2 separate regions of the Canis lupus genome follow, and region 1 is linked to region 2. Evidence: chromatin contacts called from public Hi-C data. All regions are on one chromosome and are shown on one strand. Each heading gives the region's core, a stretch centred on a gene start, on an enhancer-like site or on the middle of the called end of the contact. The rest is flanking DNA. Distances are from core to core; before and after follow the strand shown. Region 1 overlaps LOC111097117 (a long non-coding RNA gene). Region 2 has its middle 58 kb from the start of IRF2BPL.

The links. A called contact is a pair of places that touch in the nucleus more often than the background predicts.
Region 1: a contact with region 2 is called in a Hi-C map of blood, with 1.9 times the contacts expected there. The contact joins two enhancer-like sites. A contact is called at or near these places in 3 of 9 Hi-C or Micro-C datasets (blood, skin fibroblasts and tumor fibroblasts).

The regions. Positions count from the first base shown.
Region 1 is chr8:50,191,687-50,197,511 of UU_Cfam_GSD_1.0, forward strand. It overlaps LOC111097117 (a long non-coding RNA gene), which reads left to right. Exons shown (of 3, transcript XR_005363585.1): 2 at 331-447; 3 at 1,143-1,495. LOC119872908 (a long non-coding RNA gene) reads right to left here and starts at 4,946. Exons shown (of 2, transcript XR_005363590.1): 1 at 4,111-4,946; 2 at 3,187-4,026. Within about 2 kb of position 1,350, at least 7 of the 20 cell types and tissues checked have an H3K27ac peak or open chromatin away from gene starts, as enhancers often do. A contact at or near this core is called in blood, where this site is marked.
Region 2 is chr8:50,122,001-50,128,361 of UU_Cfam_GSD_1.0, forward strand. No RefSeq gene overlaps it. Among named protein-coding and RNA genes, the nearest start is that of IRF2BPL, 58 kb to the right of the region's middle. Within about 2 kb of position 2,746, at least 14 of the 20 cell types and tissues checked have an H3K27ac peak or open chromatin away from gene starts, as enhancers often do. A contact at or near this core is called in blood, where this site is marked.

The DNA of each region.
Region 1 (5,825 bases), core at 100-2,599, 68 kb after region 2:
TGTTTGATGCTTTAATAGGACTGACTAGCTTTTAATTCTGATTAACATTCTCAGCTGGGGTGTGTGTGTGTGTGTGTGTGTGTGTGTGTGTGTGTGTGTGTGTGTTGGGGGCTGGAAAGACACATTCACCAACCTGACCTCCTGACAAATCCCCCCTTTTCATCCTTCTCTTTGAAATGACATCAAGATGGACTAGGGAGGGGGATGCAGAGAGGAGGCACGGGGGAAAAAAAGAGGGAGGGGAAAACAATTTATGTGCTTTTCTAAGGCAGCTAGTAAAATTCCTAAGGGAGAACAAATGCCAAAATTGACTGTCTTGGTGTATTTTAGACTGGATCGTTGAGGTGAATCATGTCAGGGCTTTGCACTGGACCTGGAAGCCTGGGACAAGCACACAAAACATCCTGTGGCCGGGAGGTGCCCCCCTGAAAGAGGCAAAAAAGATAGGTATTTGCTCTCACCCAGATTCCTTCCCATCAGGATTTTTTCCCCCTCTAATTCATTGCAAGATAGATTTAAAAAAAAAAAAAAAACTGGGCCTGATAAAGAAAAACCAAGGATAGAAAACGCCCCATAAAACATGGCCCCCAAAGGGAAGGTGCAAAACCCATTTGATCCAAGATATAGATATCTCCACCCTGGATTTTTTTTTTCTTCCCTTTGCTTTACAACTCTGCAGACATCAGGTTAGCAAAAGGTAATAAATAGTCCTTGCACAGCAGGGTCTGGACTAGTGAAAACAGTTTACTGAAATTAATGGGCCTCGCTTGAACCAAAACCTCCACTTTGGAATTAATGCCAGACATAGTTTTCCTGAACTCGATCCAACCGCCTAAGCGGCAGACAATTTTCGTTCTATTTGTACTGGAAAATAAAGCCCGGGCCCTTGATCTCAGTGTAGATTATAATTTTTTTTTTTTTAAATCCAGCACAGTGAACGCTATGCCAATTTCCCAGTTTCTGCTAGCAGAAGCCCTTGTGCTCTGCGTGACGGTCAGAAGTTATCTGGTAAACTTTCCATGGAAAGCCATCTCCGGACTCCCTCCCCATCGGTGGCCTCAGAGCTTTCACCGTGACACTCGAGAGATTCAGGGAAAGCTCTAGAAACGGGCTCCGTTCTCAATAACAACCCTCTTCCCCAGGGCTCTTGGAAAGGCTGGATCTGAACAACGCTGCCTGCATGACCTCCATTTTCCAGCCTCAATGAAGCTCCAAACCAGCCAACCGAAGCCCACCCTCCGCACCCCCACCCCCGTGCTCAGGGTGTCTACCCCTTCTGAAGCTGCTCTTATTTTTTATTTTCATTAATGCATTTTTAAGAGTGAAAGGCGCGCGCACATGCACACGCGCGCACATGCACACGCGCGCACATGCACACGCGCGCACATGCACACACGCACGCGCGGGCTCGCACCCAGCGGCGGCGGCAGGTACGGCGGGGACAGGGTGCCCCGACTGTCAGTGCCTCTGATCCCGGCCCGCCTCGTCCCCCGCACCCCCCCACCCGCCCCTTATTAATAGGAGCCCGGTCGCAGGCAGCCTGCGTTCTGGTTTTCATTGTACAGCCTGCACTGGTGACACAGGACATGTGGAAAATTTTGAGAGCACTGCGGTGAATGGCGTGGAGGGGGAGTGCGAGCAGGGGGAGGGGAGGAGGGCGCAGGGGAGGGGCGGGGAGGGAGGGGAGCGAGTTACTTTTTAGCTTCCGCTAAGTACTTGGCAGCGCGCCAGGCCCGGAGGATTGTGGGAAGCGAAAGCCTCCCCAGTATAAACTGCCAGCTTTAAGCAGCCCTGACAGTTCTGCTCCTTCCAAACTTGGCAGCCGTTCAAAGTGCTCTTTCATTTGAAATGCTGGAAGCCTGCCATGTGCAATGCAGATTTGCTGTGCCTGTGCGCAGAAGGAACTGATAAATGCCGTTGCAGTTGCCATGGGGACAGGAGGCTATCAGAATGGCCTTGTGATCCGCAGCCTCTCAGCGCGGCAGGCTCTCGCTCTGCCTCCTGCCCCTCCTCCCTCTAGTCAGTGAGATGGTGAAATAAATGTTCTGGAAAAAGGTTAACCCTGCCTGCTCTGGTTCCAAAGCCGAGAGAAGGTTAACCTCCAAGCTCTTCCCGCGGGGGGTGGGGGCTTAAGTGGCAGCCCGGGGCCTGGGGCCCTCGGTGGGGAGGGGGAGGGGAGGGGAGGGTCCCCACCCCCACCCCCACCTCCAGACATCACGCACCCCCTCCCCATCCCCCCACCCACCCACCCACCCCGGCCCGGCTTCCTGCTCCCTGGGGGCTTTCACAAAAGCTGTGTTTTTAATAGAGCTTTTCAGCAAGCCGGAGTCTAAGTCTTTGAGTCATCAAAACCCGGATGTAAACACAGCAGCCCTACATTCTGCACGGTTTGCGTGTATTTTATCTTTTTAATAATATTTTGCTGGCAACTTAAAACTGCAAGGATGCCAGAGAGTTAGCCAGCCGCTTACATCATGCAGCATCCATCTTAGGGAGAGTGGCTGCCTGCCCTGTCCTGCTCTGCCTCTCTCTCTCTCTCTCTCTCTCTCTCTCTCTCTCTCTCTCTCTCTCTCCTACCTTGAGACAGCAGGAAACGTGGGTCTTTCTGAAGCCATTTTATTGCAGGAGAGGTACAACCTAAGTGAACCTTCAGGCCGAGTGAGCATGACATCACCTTGGGCAGCAATAACCAAGGGTATGTTCCTGTCGGGGACAAGACACTGGGCAATGGGGGGCCGAAACCGATCTGTCACTGACTCTGAGTGAGGGCGCACTAGTCGGGGATGGTCGCCCCCCCCACCCCATTTTGCACAAGCTGCTCTTTGAAACACGGTCTGATTCAATGTACAGAAACAAAATAGCACATTCAGATTTGGTACATGTTCAGGTCTCTAATGCCAACTCTCCGGGTGGCCTGTTTAATGGGGGAAAAAAATGAAATACTCCGTTCCAGCCAAGGCCCAGGAAGGCCAAGGAGGTTTTAAGGATTTATTTACATTGAACAGTATTCCTCCTCAACCCAACTTGCTCTTTCCTGAAGGTTTCCTGAACCTAAACCTTTGTTAACATCCCAGGAAGAGAACATATTTTTCCAGTGGCTTTCAATATTTTCTGCTAAATATATTTCAGCCCACTGTTTGTCTAGGGTTTCAGCTTTCAGACCTTTATGTACTTTTGACACCTTGAGGCTGTTCCACTGAAAAATGGTGTATGTTTATTAAAGAGGACTTTATGTGCTGGGCGTTGGGGGGGGGGGTACGTTTCTGTTTGGGTCTGTCTCTATAACGAGGGCTTCAGGATGAGATCCAAGTCCGAGGCCTGTTTGGTTTATGAAGCCCCTTTGACAAAGCGGGCCCTACGGAGCTCACACAAACCCTTGAATACCACCGAATGTAGAGGCAAAGGAGCTGTCTCTTCATAAGCGCATGGCTGACATGGAGGCCAGGACGGGGGAAAGACGAAAAAATCCGAGTTCCCAGAGCCTAGCTGCAGTTTCTTTTAACCCACCTCTCTCTGGGTGTCTGCTTATGATTGTCACAACAATTCTGGCCAGGGCAACGCACTCTGTCTCGCTGGAATTTCCTGACTTCAAAGTAGCCCCTTCCAAATAAATAAATTAATCAATAAAAGCCATCTGCTTCACCTTGACAGCAGGCTCAGAGCTGGAAGGGGTAGTGCTAAGCACGATTTTTAGGAGTAGTCGGCCCTCGGGACATTTCGAGGTGGGTTTTGGCTTGGAATTAAACAGGAGGTGGAGGCACAAATCAGGTGATTCAGAAAGCCCCTCTTTCTCTATATCCCCCCACCCCCACTCCAGCCACCACCTTCCCCAGACAATCCAGGCAGCTGGGTTTTTGGCTCTGGCAGCTGCTAAGCTTTGGCAAGCCAAAAGCACATTTCGTGGCGGTGATTCCTTTCCCAAGTTGACGGACATGTTTCTGTACTGAGCGCAAGGGATGTTTCCTGACTGTGCGCATGAATCAGAGGCTGCATTTTTCATCCAGGGCTTCTGGTGACAGTTTTAAGCTGGAAGAACAAAGCAGATCACAATGAGCCCCTATCATCAGGGTCCAGAAATAAAGAATCCATCCGAAAAGCGTAGCCACGTACAGCTTGGATGTATGAGTTTTTAGGTTTTAGGCATGCGAAGAGCAGCCCATTCCCCCGGAAGACGAGGCCCACGTCCATGATTCCAGACACTGCCCTTCCTCTTTCTCTCCGTGTCCTTGTGGTGTTTGCTGATTTGTTGGCTTCAGAAGTTCTTCCTTTTTTCAGCCTTCCTCTCCCAAGTGGGAAGATTTGCAAAAGCCATTTTGTGGCCCTTGAGTGCCTTCCCAGATGGAGGCGGGCTCCGAGATCCTGGGCAGCATGGACACCGCCCGTGCTCTGCCCTGTTACAGCAGGGTGACGACAGAGGGGACGCGGTGGCGAGGCCCCTCCATACCAGGGCCTGAGGAGCCAGCTTCCCAGAAGTCCGTGGATTAGGAAGGTCTGTCGGGACTGCTTCAGGAGCTGCCAGGGAACAACCCCCTTTTGTTTTGCTGTCTAGCATGTGACCAGAATGCTGCCAGCTAATTTTAACCCCACCAAAGTACTGCTGGAAAAAAAACCCCAAAAACAAACAAACAAAAAAAACCTATCTTGCATCTGGAGAGAGGAACGCGGTGGGCTGGAGAAAAGCTTTTTCAGCCTGTGTTCCTTCCTGTTTCAGTTTCCAGACTTGCATTATCGGTAACCTGAAAAATGATGAGTTTCACCAAATTCCTGGATATTGCACAAGAGGACAATGAGTCTATTTCGGGTGCTGTGATTGTGTCTGGCACAGACCCTGGAAGCCATTGTTTTCGGGAGGGAGAACGCTTTGGGGTTTCCTGGTGCTTTCCTTCTAGGGTCTCAAAGCCCCAAATGATACGGGGGTGGGGCGCTCTCCATGGCAACCGTGCTGGGCTGCTCTCTGAAAGGACCTGGAGGAGAAGTGGGTGGTTAGGTCGGGGAGGGGGGGAGGGGGAGGGTGGCAGTGGCAGTGGTGGCCTTGGAGGTGTTAAAAAGGTGGATCACAGGCAGTGTTTGAAGTGGGACAGCAGGGGCAGGAAGAAGGGAGAGGGCACTTTCACAATAGCTGGGTGGCCCCCTGGGACACAGGCCACCAGCTCTCCAGCTAAATTTCCATATCCGCTTTCAGCACCAGGAATTAATGGAGGACTTCATGGGGTTCCTCACCCTGGATCCCGGATTCTCAAAGCATTCCCAGGGTGGCTAATTGTTGCTGTCGGGGCGGCTGGCCGGGGTGGTATGGAATCTCAGGAGCCAGGAAATGAAGCGGTTTGGACAAGACAGCGTGTCGCTAGGCAGCTGCTGCCAGCCGTTCTAAAGCCAGGTAGTGAGATGGTGTCATTAACCCGAGTGTCTAGCGAGCAGAACCAGAAGATAACACGATGGCGAGGAGACCGAGCGAGGGGAAAGGCCCCAGTGAGTGCCGCAGCGCTCCAGGCCACCAGGAGCACTTGGTGGCAGTTGTCCTGACAGCTGCTGAGGGCTTCAGCTGCCTAAAAAGCCATTTGCTCAAGCCTGCCCTGTCTGGCCAACTTCTATGTATTTAAAGGATCCTCCTTGGTCTCTGAAGCGCCCCCTCCCCCCGCCCAACACCTCCTCCTGAATGGTCAGGTGCAGACACCACCTCTGGGAGGGCAGGGAGCCTCCTGGGAGACCTCCAGTCCATCATCTGCCTCTGAGCTGCTGCTGTAACCTGCCTGCAGTAGTCGAGATCGGTTGGCAAATTCCTAAATTAAGGTTCTGTTTACTCTGCTGTTCCAAAGGCTTGTTTT
Region 2 (6,361 bases), core at 1,496-3,995:
GAGAGAGAGAGAGAGAGAGAGGCAGAGACACAGGCAGAGAGAAGCAGGCTCCATGCACCGGGAGCCCGATGTGGGATTCGATCCCGGGTCTCCAGGATCGCGCCCTGGGCCAAAGGCAGGCGCCAAACCGCTGCGCCACCCAGGGATCCCTTCAATCTATTTCTATAGCTGTGTCCCTGTGTCTAGAACAGTGCCTGCACACAGAGGGCATTCAAAAACTATTTGTGGAATAAATGGATGAATGGAGACAGGCCAATGGCACGGGATTTTTCACAGGCTGATCCGAGGCACCCAGAGCTTTCCCAGGTGGCCAAATTACCTGGCATGGGGCCTGGCCTGTGGTTACTATTTGAGGCTGGTCAATGCTATTGTCTTGTTCCTCTCACTTTCCTCCACCCACACCCATACCTTCGGCCTCCCAGTGACACCCTCAAGAAGCCCTGCTGGGAGCCCTCAGAGGGAAACCTTTGCTGAGGCAGCATTCTGAGACAGAACCGACTACTCCAGATGCTGACACATCCCACAGGGACAACTTCTGACTGTAAGGCTTTCTCTCCCCTCCTCTCACCCATGAGGGAGTTTGAGTCAGGACAAAAGACTGGGGAAGAGTAGCCTCAGGCCACCCACTTGCTGCCCAGACAGCCTGCCCTGCCTGGAACTGCAGCAGGAAGGACCCCAGGCACAGAACCAGCCCCGGATGGTGCAAGCAGCACAGGGCAGGGGACCTGGGGGCAAGCAGCTGTCCTTCCTTCCTGGGGTTCCTCTGCAGACAGGTAGCAGGAGGTGCAGGCTCCTGAGGGCTACCCTCCACCCCCCAGGGCCACTTTCCTTTTCTATTTTTCCACCAAAGCACAAACAGCCATGCCAGGGGCTGCTGCATCAGCTCACAAAGATGGGATGGAGGCTGGGGTGTCAGAAAGACTGGCCCTTGGGAATAGAGAGAAAGGGGCTTCAGCAGCTTTCTGCGCCCCACATCCCTGAGTAAATCTCAGCTAAGAATACTCCCTTACATTCCTCCAGTAGGCATACTTTCCAAAGCATCATCGTGATGATTATCTTACTGGATCCTCATTGTGGGACGGTGGGGATGGAAAAGACAGGAGTCAACAAACAGAAGAAAAGAAGTCCACCAGCTTAGAGGCCACCAAACCATAGAGCCAAGACATGAGCACCTGGTAGTGTTTCTATTTTGCCAAACTTTCCCACTGTCCCTAGAGGTCCACCTTTGAGGAGGGAAGCCCTGCTCGATCTCTGTAACCTAGGAGGAAACTGAGGTAGAGGGCCTGGCAGGGCCTGGAGTGGAAACACAGATGGCATCTTCCAGGGACATTCCTAAGGAAAAGAATTCTCCATTTCTGGCTTCTCTGGTAGAGCCACGTGTCTTAGGACCTCACATGGAGAGGCCATGACCTCTGGGAGGGGCCCCAGAGCCCTCCATCACCTGGAAGAGAGAGTGTCTTCATTCTCATTTTCTAGATTGTAAATAACTGGCCTAAAGACGTGAAGCTAGCAACCTAGAGGGCGGGAATTCTCAGCCAGGCCTGGAATACTCTGAAGCCTTCTGGCTGGTTTTAGGGGCCGTGGCTACCCCTACCATAGCTCCTGTAGGCCCTCCACACGAGCACTCCCCGGCAGGCTCTGTCCCGCTCCTTGCTCGCATGTCCCTAGGGACACATGTGCTGTCTCTTTCTGGTTTTTTTGCAATCATGTGTGCCCGTTCAGGCCTGGCCCTCATCAGCACACCACATCTCAAATGTTTCTTAGCACCACTATGTCCCAAACAATCTTCCAGGTACTAGGGACACAGCATAGTCCCACGGGATAGAACAGGTCTTTGCTATCAAGAAGCTTTTATGGAAAGGGGGGCGTGGACAGAAAAAAATGGAAGTAAACAAATAAAAAAGATAAGCCCAGATAGCAGCGAATGCTATAAAGGGGCTCACACAAAGTAATTGCATGGAGAGTGACAACATCTTTGAGACGCTCTGAGTTTATCTCATTTCTGCTGAGATTAGGGCCTGTCGGTCCTGCAAAGCCAGGGGTGAGGACACAGGAGGTGGACACAGGTCCAGGGTAGGGCTGTGGGCCAGGGATGCCCCGGGTCCCATGTGGCCCTCATGTCCTTTTTAACAGTTCTTCCTTCCAGGGTCAAGAGTGGCCTGATTGAAAGACGTTACCAACGACGAAGAGTTGAATTTATTTTAAGTGCAGGGGAAAGCCATTGGAGGAAATGATGTGATTGATGTCTTGAAAAGAAAGACCTTGCTGGCTGCTTCCTGAAGAATAAATAACAAAAGTCAGAGGGCAGAAGAGCCAGGCCAGGGGGTGGCTGCGACCACCCAGGCCTGCCGCGATGGCCCCTTTCCTAGATTCCAGTGTGGACGTTGGGGTGTGGAGACGAGGGTTTATGACGGACCCCCAGGATCTCCGCACCCAGACTCCGGCTCGGAGCCAGGCTCGGAGCCCAGGGTCCCCTGTCTGTCCCGGCCTGCGGGGCCGGGACACTGGGAAGGGCCAAGGGCCAGCGCCCGGCCTCCAGCCTCCGTCCCACCTGCGTCCAGCCTCTCCCAGGCCTGACCCACCGGGCCTCCCCGCCTCCCCTCCTCCCCGCAGGAAGCGGGCTGGCAGCGCCTGCTGTGTGACCTTGGGCTGCAAAGTCCGGCTTTGCAAAGTCAAAGTGAGTCACTTCCTCCCCGGGGCCTCCCCCTGAGCAGGCAGCCTGGGGCCTCCTGCCCCCTCGCCGGCCGGGCTGGCGCTGGCACGCACGCGCTCCGCATGCTAAGTGCTCTCCGCCAGCCGCCGCGCCCCGGAGGCTCATTTGTCACCCGCTGCTGACTCAGCACTTCTGGGGAAGGCTTTTCCCTTCGCCTTGGAGGAGGCGGCCCTGGCTCTCCCCTCCCTTCCCTCCAGATCGCGTGTGTGTGGGTGTTTGTGTAGGAGTCGGAGTGTCACTGGGTCTGTGCGCGTCTCTGATGTGTATCAACATGGGTGTGCATTTCTGGGTCCCTGTGTGTCTTTTGTGTGCAGCTGGGTCTGCGCGTGTGTCTTTTCTGTGTGCGCCGGTGCTGCGGGTGCTTGGGTGTTTGCCAGCCTCTTTCCAGTGTGTCTGCGTGTGTCTGGGTGTTTTCCATTGTGTGTGTGTGTGTGTGTGTGTGTGTGTCTGGGTGAGTGTGTGTGCTTCCCCATCACGCCGCAGGCCTTTCCCCCTTCCGGGCCTCTGTCCCCGTATGCTCCCCTCGGACCTCGGCTTAGTCTCAGCGTGAGCCCCACCTCTCCTCCCCAGGTCCCCCCAGCTCCGGCCTGCCCTGCACCCTCTGCCTCCTGTCTTCGAAACACAGGACCTTGGGGATTAAAAGCACAGGCTCGGCAATCAGCCAGATCTAGGTTTCAACCTTGCTTCTGCCCTTGCCAGCTGGGTGACCTGGATGGAAATACTCACCTTTTGAGCCTCGGTTTCTTTCTTTTTTTTTTTTTTTTTTTTTTCTTTTTGAGCCTCAGTTTCTTCACTTATAAAATAGAAGTGATCCTATCTCCCTCCGGGAGACAATCTCGTGATGGAGGCTGGCATATCGCACGCTGCAAAGGGGGCCTCTTATTTCTTCTTAGAGCAATGGGCCCAGTGTCAGGCACACAGCCAGGGTCTAATGAGCAGCACTTAAGAACAAAAGCACTGAGGCTGTCTCCTTGGCTGCTGGGGAAGGGAGGGGTGTGGGAGCCAGTGACCTGGATTGGGAGCTGGGCAGGAGCCGCCTGCATGACAGCCACTGCAAGGAGAGACAAGTGGTGACCTGATTTAGTGCTGCCTAGGGCAGCCAAGGAAGTAAGGGAGGAAGTCACAGGAGAGGGGCTTGGAGCCACTGTGCTCTGTCCTGCCCTGCCCTGCCCTGCCTTGCCCTTCCCCAGACCAAATACTGCCTGACACCCTCAGCTCCAGCGAAGACCCAAGGGGAGCAAGACGACTCGTCCAACTTCAATCCCAGAACAGCCTCATGCTGCGTCCCTGGGAGCCCACTCACAGCCATCCACTTGTTTGGATCTTCTTAATAACCCTAGGAAGGGGTTTCTTAACATCCCCATTTGGCAGCTGGGAACACTGAAGCTTTTCCAAGGTCACAGGGCTAACATGTGGCAGAGAGAACTCTGGCATTCCAACTCCCCAGTCCAGCACTCCCCTGGATGTCTACGCCACCCACCTTCTTCCTGCACACACGTATGCACGAGCACATACCCCCGTGGGCCCTCCCTCTCTGCCCACAGGCAGAGCTCCCACACAGATTGGCACCACACCCTCCCTAGCACCAGCTCCTGGAGCAAATTCTTCCCAGAGCCTGCCAAGCCCTGTTCCCCTTCGTTGAAAGTAGGACTTTATTCAGAAGGGTTAGTATTTATTATCTCTAGGCCTGCGGTGTGGATTCTCATTCCGTCCTTTTGCTTTATCTAGCAGGAGATGAAAACCAGCTTGGGAGAGGGACACAGGGCCTTCCCCCACTGGCAGGAGAGCATGGATTGGGCAGCCTCACACTTCAGAGTCGCTCCCTAGACTTGGTTCTGGGTTCAGAGAGTAGAGGGTAGAGCCAACTAGAAAGCAAACCAGGGACCAGGCAGGTGGGAACAGTGAGAATGGAGGCTTTGGAGGGCAGGAGACCCTACTTCATGCTCCTGCTGCTAACTAGCTGTGTGGCATTGGGCGAATCACTACCCCTCTCTGGACCTGAGAGTCCACATCTCTAAAATGGAGGTTGATCTCAGGTTCCTTCACGGCTCACACACCGTCCTAGGTGCTACTAGACATGGATCATGGTTGGGGTATGCTATCCGTTACCACCAAAGCCTGAGACAGTGGTGGAGGCTCCACCAGTACCACACCCCCACCCCAGCCCTGCCTCCAGCTCTCACTGGAGAAACCAGCAGACAAGGGGCAGGTGGACAGAAAAGGTCTGGGTGCTGGAGATAGGACTTAGAAAAAGTCCAAAGGATGAGGGGGCACCAGAGAGCTTCTTTTATTCCAGCTCCAAGGTATCCAGCCCTGAGGTAGAGACGGAATGTTGGGTTCTCTGCTCAGCTCTGGCGTGGATCTGTAGGTGAAGGCAGGAGTCATTTCTGCTTTTTAGGGCCTGTGACTCGTGGAGAGAAGGGGTTTGATAAGCATCTCTGGACTTCTTGATTCATGATGGGGTTATCCGAGCATGAGGTGGGGCCCCTTGCAAAGCAGACATGCCCATTTCTGTCCAGACACAGTCCAGGCGGGCAGTGGGCGGCTATGGTCTGTCCTTACATGGGGCTGAAGGGGCCCAGCCACTGGGTGACTCACTCTCTTACCCAGCCAGCTGAAACCCGGGCTCCACCCTTCCCTTCTCCTGCTACCCACAAAAGCCCCTTAACATAGCATGCTTGTCACACTGAGACCAAGGTAGAGAAAGGCATTTCCAAAGGTTGGTGGATGGCAACTGGGAAATAAATGGAAGGCCATGTGATCACTTAATTATCCAGCTTTGGAGCCACCTACCTCTGGGCTTCCTGCTTGTGTGATATGATTAACCCCTTGAAGTTTATTTTATTCTTGCAGTATTCTTACAGCTGAAAGCAGCCTACAGATATGAACCTGGTGGCCCTCCTGGGATGTTAGGCTTAGCTCTGTCTGTGAGGAGCGGGGTCTGGGGCCATCAGAGGAAGTCTGATCAGAACAGATCTGATAACCTGATGATGGTGGTGGCGTGGGACTAGAGGTCTGGTACAGGGTGTATTTGTAAGGGGAACACGGAGGGAAGAAACTCAAGAAACTGGGGCTCAATTCTAGCTGTCAGGAGCTGAAGACCAGCAGAGTGAAGAACTGACTCCTCCATCTAGAGCAGCGTTCTTCGATGGTGGGTTGAGACCCATTAATGGGTCATGAAATCAATTTAGTGGATTGCACCCAGAATTTTCTAAAAAAGAGATAGAATAGGGATGCCTGGGTGGCTCAGTGGTTGAGCATCTACTTTCAGCTCAGGGAGGATCCCTGCTTCTCCCTCTGCCTCTCTCTGTGTCTCTCACGAATAAATAAATAATAAAATCTTAAAAAGAATAATAGAATGGGAAAGCATCAGCACAGGCTACATATATAAAAAGGAATGTCTAGTTGCATAAAACTTTTGTGTCAGGATATACATATATATATGTAAATGCTCATCAGAGTAATGGATTGAGATGAGAAATGCATTTCTTGTAGGTCATGGTTTTTTTATTTCATTTTTTTAAAGATTTTATTTATTTATTCATGAGAGACACACACAGAGAGAGAGAGAGAGAGAGAGAGAGAGATGCATAGACACAGGCAGAGGGAGAAGCAGGCTCCACGCAGGGAGCCCAACATGGGACTCGA